2 separate regions of the Mus musculus genome follow, and region 1 is linked to region 2. The links are chromatin contacts, called in public targeted proximity ligation maps. All regions are on one chromosome and are shown on one strand. The core of a region is the stretch at or near the end of the contact, and the rest is flanking DNA. Distances in the headings are between cores, read along the strand shown. Region 1 has its middle 26 kb from the start of Scgb1a1. Region 2 overlaps Gm36913 (a long non-coding RNA gene).

The links.
Region 1: a targeted proximity ligation map of pancreatic cancer cells shows a contact between it and region 2. A contact is called at or near these places in 2 of 130 datasets of targeted methods (memory CD8 T cells and pancreatic cancer cells).

What each region holds. Positions count from the first base shown.
Region 1 is chr19:9,059,900-9,063,326 of GRCm38.p6, forward strand. It overlaps a transcript of Ahnak not described here. Among named protein-coding and RNA genes, the nearest start is that of Scgb1a1, 26 kb to the right of the region's middle.
Region 2 is chr19:9,929,572-9,932,964 of GRCm38.p6, forward strand. The region is part of intron 1 of Gm36913 (a long non-coding RNA gene); the gene reads right to left. Among named protein-coding and RNA genes, the nearest start is that of Gm36913, 16 kb to the right of the region's middle.

The DNA of each region.
Region 1 (3,427 bases), core at 167-2,666, 870 kb before region 2:
TTTCAGAAATAAAAAGTTTCAGTTGTAGAAAACTCAAAATGCTTTTGAAGAATTAGTTCTAAAACTCTTAGGCGAGGCCAGGCAGTGGTGGTCCACATCTTTAATCCCAGCCCCTGATGGACTATGGCTTGACTTTAGAGTGCATTCATTTGCTTGCTGGATTTGTCCCTGCTGATGGAGGACAATGAAGCAGCTATGTTCTTTGGAGGGGAGAGAAAGCAACGATGGCTCTCACAACTCCCTTCTCTCCAAGGAGCAGCCAGCTGGAGGCAGGTATTTGCTGTTCTTGTGAAGGGTGGTGACCGTAGTTTTGGGCAGAGGGCAGGCAGCGGAAGTTGGACCCATTTCCAGAGCTCCTGACTCAGTTCCTTGTGGTCTGTTTTCATTTTTTTTTTTTCATCTGAAATGTTGTGAAATCCCAGACTTCAGCCACACCCACGTAAATTCTGAGTATATTTGTGGTACATTCCAACTCTGTGAGGGCTGTGGAGAAGAGTTCTCACCTGCTGGTGCCCCTTCTCCTGACCCTTGTGTGGGGAATTTTAGATGTGCTGGAGTGACTAGCTGCATATGTCTGTGATATGGATTGTCATCTTGACAGGATCTAGAATCACTGAAGTGACAAGCCTCCTCTAAACACATCTGTAAGGGATTACTGCAATTAGTTTAGCTGAAGTAGGAAGACCTGCATTGAGAGTGAGGAGCATCATCCGTAGGATAAGGTCCCTGACTGCATACAAATGTGGAGCACCAGCATTCACTCTTGCTCTGACTGTGGATCCAATGTGGACCAGCTGTCTCAAGCTCCTGTTGCCATGGCTTCCACCATGATGGGCTGTACCCTCAAACTGTGAGCCTGAATAAAGTTTTCTTTCCATAGGTGGCTGTTGCCACATTTTTGTCACAGCAACTGAGCAAGTAACTCATACACCAGCCATCTTGTTTTTTTTTGTTTTGTTTTTGTTTTTGTTTTTGTTTTTCGAGACAGGGTTTCTCTGTATAGCCCTGGTTGTCCTGGAACTCACTTTGTAGACCAGGCTGGCCTCAAACTCAGAAATCCGCTTGCCTCTGCCTCCCAAGTGCTGGGATTAAAGGTGTGCGCCACCGGGCTCGGCAGCCATCTTGTTTTATCCTGGATTGTCCAGGGTTTTAGTACTGCAAGCCAAGTGGTACAGGACAAGCTGTCTTCCTTTCTCAGACATCAGGGTATGTCTGACTTCCTCAGACAGGTAAATAAAGGATCCAGCAGGACACAGGCCTCAGAATCACCCACAGTGTTTCATAAATGTACCCTAGTGAGTCTGATCAAGTGGAACCTGGGGAGAGCCTTGTGCAGAAGGTTAGGCACCACACATTGAGTAACGCTACTGCAAGGGGCTAGAAAGGGAATAGCGTAAGATGACTTACATATTAGGCATGAGGACTGGGCAAAGAACATCATGAGTACCAGTCAAGTTTTTCTCGGCTCCCACGCTCCAGAGTAACTGGGTGCTGACAAAGCTTGGCTTTGTTGAGTACAAAGGATGACTTGGTGTTTTCTGGCTGGGGGCCCATAAGAGGGTGTGCCAATGGCAAGAAGTGAGTGTCCACTCCAGCTTTCTGCCAGGCTACCTTGTTGCAGAACTGATGGCTGTTTACCATGCCCTCCGGTCCCTTTGGTGAAGGGATCAGGAGAGGCCATCTCTAGGGCCTGTTGTAGCTCTGATCTCTGGTATGTGGGGAGGCAGAGGCCACATTCTTACACTTGGTAGGCAGCTGTCAGTTCTGCTGCTTGTGGACAAAGCCCTTTGCTTACTGAGCCAATTGACTGCCTTCCTCAAGGACACTGGGAGATGGAGGAGCTCTTTGGTGACCAGTGAGCTGATGGCAAAGGGCTCCACACCCGCATTCCTGTTACAAAGAGCAGAGGTGCTTCTCAAAGAGCGGATGCTTTGATGGTTCCATGAACCATGTGCACCAGCGCTCTCTCCCTCCTCCCAGAGTTTATCACATTTACAATACTTTATCCTGATCCGGAGCTAGTATAAGACTATTCTGTAGGAATGGCAGTGTGGTGCAAGACATGAGGTTTCTGGGCTCTTGGCATGACATGCCCTCACTGTTCCAAGAGGTGATTCAACTAAGAGTTACATCCAGCTAGCATGAGAGCTTGGGTACAGTGTGACTATTTTTCTTGAAATTTCTTTATTTTTATTTCATGTGTATTGCGTGCATGTCTGTGTGAGGGTGTCAGATTAGAGACAGTGTGAACTGCCATTGAATACTGGAAATTGAATCTGGGTCCTCTCAAAGAACAGCCAGTGCTCTTAACCTCAGAGCCATCTCCGCAGCCCCAAGTGTGACTTTCTACAGACTAGTGCCATGAGTGTCCCAGTTCAGCACAATGGCCAGGAGGACAGGCTCTGGATTGAGATGTTGTCCCTGTTATTTATCTGATGAATAACCTTGGGGGGAAGTAACTAAACTCTCTGAGCCCCACTCTTCCTAATTGCATTTATTTATGATTTATATTTTGACTTTTTGAGACAGGTTTCTTTGAATAGCCCTGGCTGTCCTGGGACCCATTTTGTAGACCAGGCTGACCCCCAACTCAAGGATCCACCTGCCTCTGCCTCCTGAGAGCTGGGATTAAAGGTGTGTGTCACCACCATCACCACCACCACCACCACCACCACCACCACCACCACCACCACCACTACTTAGCAGTTTTCCCAACTTTAAAATGGGGATAATAATGGCCTCTGGGTTAGGAGATTCAGTGAAGAAACTGGAGGGTAGCTCAGAGTTGTTATCACCAGTGACAGAGAGCAGCAGGGGCTAGCGGTGTTAGTGGTGCTGGTGGGCTAGGGCTACCATAATGAAGTACCACAGATGGGTGGGAAATTCACAGAAATGTATTTTTCATACAGGTATGGAATCTGGAAGTTCAAGGTCCAAGTATCAGCAGATCTGGTTTCTCTTGAGGCCTTTTTCCTGGTCAAGTCTTCTTCCTCTTCTACTCTCTCCCCCTCCTTCCTCTCTTCTTCCTCCTTCCCCTCCTTCCCTCAGTCCCTCCTCTTCTTCCTCTTTCTCTTCAGTATGTGTGTGTGTTTCTTAGATAGGGTTTCATGTAATATTTGCTGGCTTAAAACCCGATATGTGGTTGAGGCTGCCCTTGAACTCCTTCCAAGTGCTGGAGATTGCAGCACTATGTTTGGGTCTCCCTCTTCTGTTTCCTTCCCCTCTTCTTCTGTCTGTCTGTCTCTCTGGGTCTTACTATGTAACCTAGGCCCAGTTCTCAAACTCAGACTGATCCCTGCTATAGCCTCCCGACAGCCAGCATTATGGGTATGAGCCACTACTCCTGGTTAATTGTTTGTTTTGAGACAGGGTCTCACTTTGTAGCCCTGTAGGTCTTCAATTTACAGAGATCTATCTAGATGTTTCT
Region 2 (3,393 bases), core at 445-2,944:
CTTTTGTTTTTCGTTTCATTTTGTTTTATTTTCAAGACCGTTTCTCTGTGTAGCCCTGGCTGTCCTGGAACTCACTCTGTAGACCAGGCTGGCCTCGAATTTGGAAATCCGCCTGCCTCTGCCTCCTGAGTGCTGAGATTAAAGGTGCTTGCGACACCACAGGCACTTTCTTTTTCACTGTGCTTTCCCCCACCTCCTCTCTCCCACCCAGCCTTCCTGGCAGACCCTGGCCTCTGCTGCAATATAGCTGGCTCTCCAGAGAAGAAACTCTACAAACATTCTGAGGTCCCATGGGATCCCTGATACACAGAGGCAACAGGAAACACCCTACCTCCACCTGAGCCTTTGGGGGAGGGGGCGTGTTTCTGAACTCCTTCTCTTCCTCTTCTCCTCCTCCTCCCCTCCTTCTGCCTCCTCCTCCTCCTCTTCCTCCTCCTCCTTCCTGTCATTTAGTAGACTCTCCCCTTCTGTTGTCCAAATGTAGAAAATAGTAAAAAAACAATAAGAAGCAAGCACTAAAGAAGAATAGAAAATTTCAATTAGGGATAGGAAGTAACATTTTGTGTGATAAAAACGTGAAGTTTTGGGAGTTGGAGAGAATGTTCAGTGGGTAAGGCTAAGACTATTCTACAGGCCTGAAGAAATGGCTCAGTGGTTAGGAGGCGCACATACTGCTCTGACGGAGGAGCCAGGTTTGAGTCCTACAGCAGACAGTTCACAGTCACCTGTAACTTCAGCTCCAAGATCACCTTCTTCCTCTGGACTCCTCAGGCGCCTGCACTCATGTGCACATACCCTGCTCCCCATGACCACACAGACACATAGATATACACATAAGATAAAAATAAAATAAATCTGTAAACAAAGAAAGACAGAACGTGTACTACTACTCTTGGCAGAGGACATGAGTTTGGTTCCCAGAACCCACATTGGGCATCTCATGACTATGTGTAATTCAAGATAGCCTATGCCCTCTTCTGAACTCTGAGGGCACCTGCACTCACATAGATTCAACCCAGACACATATATACACATAATTAAGAATAAGTCAGACTGGAGAAACGGTTCAATGGTTAAGAGCACTGCCTGCTCTTCCAAAGGTCCTAGGTTCAATTCCCAGCAACCACATAGAATCTGATGCCCTCTTCTGGTGTGTGACAGTGTACTCATATACATAAACAAATAAATAATTCTTTTTTTAAAAAAGGCTGTCTATTTCTAAATATGTACCTTTACTAATGATGAGTTGGGGTGTTTTTGTTGTTATTGTGGTTGTTTTGGTTTTTGTTTTTAAGTCTAAATAGAAGCTGAACATGGTGGCTTGTACCTGCAGCCATTTTGGCCTGTGGGGCTATGAACAGGGAGCTGGAAGAAGGGAAACTTGAAGCCTAAGTATTGAATACTAATGCTCTAGAAGCTTCTGGCATCATTACTTTGCAAGTCTGACCATGTTCTGCTTCTCTTAGTTTCTTGCTGTTGCTTGCCTTGTAGATTTCCCATCTTCATCTAATTAAGACCAGCTCTTTCTGCTCCCACACGGGAGACACACAGAACAGGCCAGTCTTTCTGGAGTTGAGGATCATGTCCCAGCATAGACCCCAGGCTGTTGTAAGGCAGGGCTCAGGGCCACCTGAGCTGTGAGGACAGTAGAATGACACATGGTCACGGGTTCCACTGCTCTGAGGGCAAAGTCCCTTTGCTGTCCCATATGCATGCAGACTGCTTTCTCAACTAGAGGAAGTCATGGGCTGTCACAGGCCATGGGAGGAAGTAGAGGATTGCTGTAGCTAGTTCATGACTAGAAAACACCACATGCTTCCTGGTAATGGACTAGAACATTCTTGGGGTCCGAGTCACTCCAGGAGTGTGGTGCTGGGCACTCTGCCAGAGAGCTTACACAAAACTGTTGACACCTTATGGCTGAAACTGACAACATCCCTGTTGAGTAGGCTGGGCAGGTCCAGTGCTGTAGGCAGAGTCCTGGCCTCAGATGAGGAAGTTAAGGCCTGAGAGGTGACTTGACCTGGTCTAAGGTTGCATAGCTGGCAGGAGGCAGGGCCTTGCCTGGAATTCGGGTCTTCACTGTGGGGAAATGTTCTAGTTGGGCATCTTGACAGAGCAGCGGTGGTAACATCCTGAAACTCATAGCCTTGCCCAAGATGTGGAGGAAAATTCCCCAGATACTGGTGCCTGAAGACTTCTGAAATGTCATCACCTCTTGATGTTGAAATGTCTCATTCACAGGGGAGTAGGGATGGGGGGTTGCAGAATCCCTCACAGATCTCCTTTCTGCCCCCACCAACCTCCTTTCCTTCCTTTCTTCCTTAAACTTGGAAAATCTTTAGCTACTGTTACAGTTTGGAAATAGCTAGAATGACTCCTCCAAAGGCTTGTATTTTACACGCTGGGCTTCCAGTGTAATGGTATTAGAGCTGGAGATGTAGTTCAGTTTCAAGAATACTTTCCCAGAATGCACAAAGCTCTGAATTCAGTCCCTAGCACTGCATAAAATCAGACCTGGTGGTGCGTTGGGATGTAGGGGTGGAAGGATCAGAAATGTAAGGTCATCCTGAGCTACAGTGTAAGTTTGGGACCAGTTTGGACTACGTAAGACCCTACCTCAAAAAACAAAAAGTGCCTGGGGAGTGCTGACTGAATAAACGTGCACTGTAGACATGGGCATGACCATGTCAAGGACCACAATTCCTCAGACCTGGGTGAGGCTCAGAGACATGACAAAGCTTTCTCTGGTGCAAGTGTGAGTGTACCAATGATTGAGCACTGTGTGTAAAAGGAACAATCACCGAGTGCATGCCAAACACTACAACTACAGCTTCTGTCTCCTGGATGACAGCAGTCTGAGACTGCTCCCCTACAGAAACCTCCTACTAAACACTTCTCCTTAGGTTGTACCTAATAAAAGCTGAGTTTCCAGGCAACATAGTAGGTGCTCTCCATCAGAGCCAGCACTGCCCACCTGACCCCAGCTTTTCTGTATTTGTAGCTGTCGTTTCTTCATTCCCAAGTTTCTCCAGTCAGGTTTCTCAGGACCAAGCTGTGCAGAATGAGCAAGTGGTTGGTTAAGGTCTTATGGAACTAGATTGATTCTGGAGAGGATAGCTTATTGCAGAGGATGAAGCCTGGCCCTTCCAAGACTTCATTTTTTTCTTGCTTTGAGTGTTCTTTTGTACATGGTATCACTTTTGTAGTTCCATCTCTCATACAAGTGCCATGATCTTGGTCTTACCACTAGAAATATAAGTTAATTAATGGCCCCTTTTAAGTTAATAAGGTTCACAAGCCAGGTTTTTGTTATAACAATACAAAACGGAATAATTGTACTACAGTGAGAAAAACACCGGGTATAATGGGAACCCCCTGGCAGGGATATAG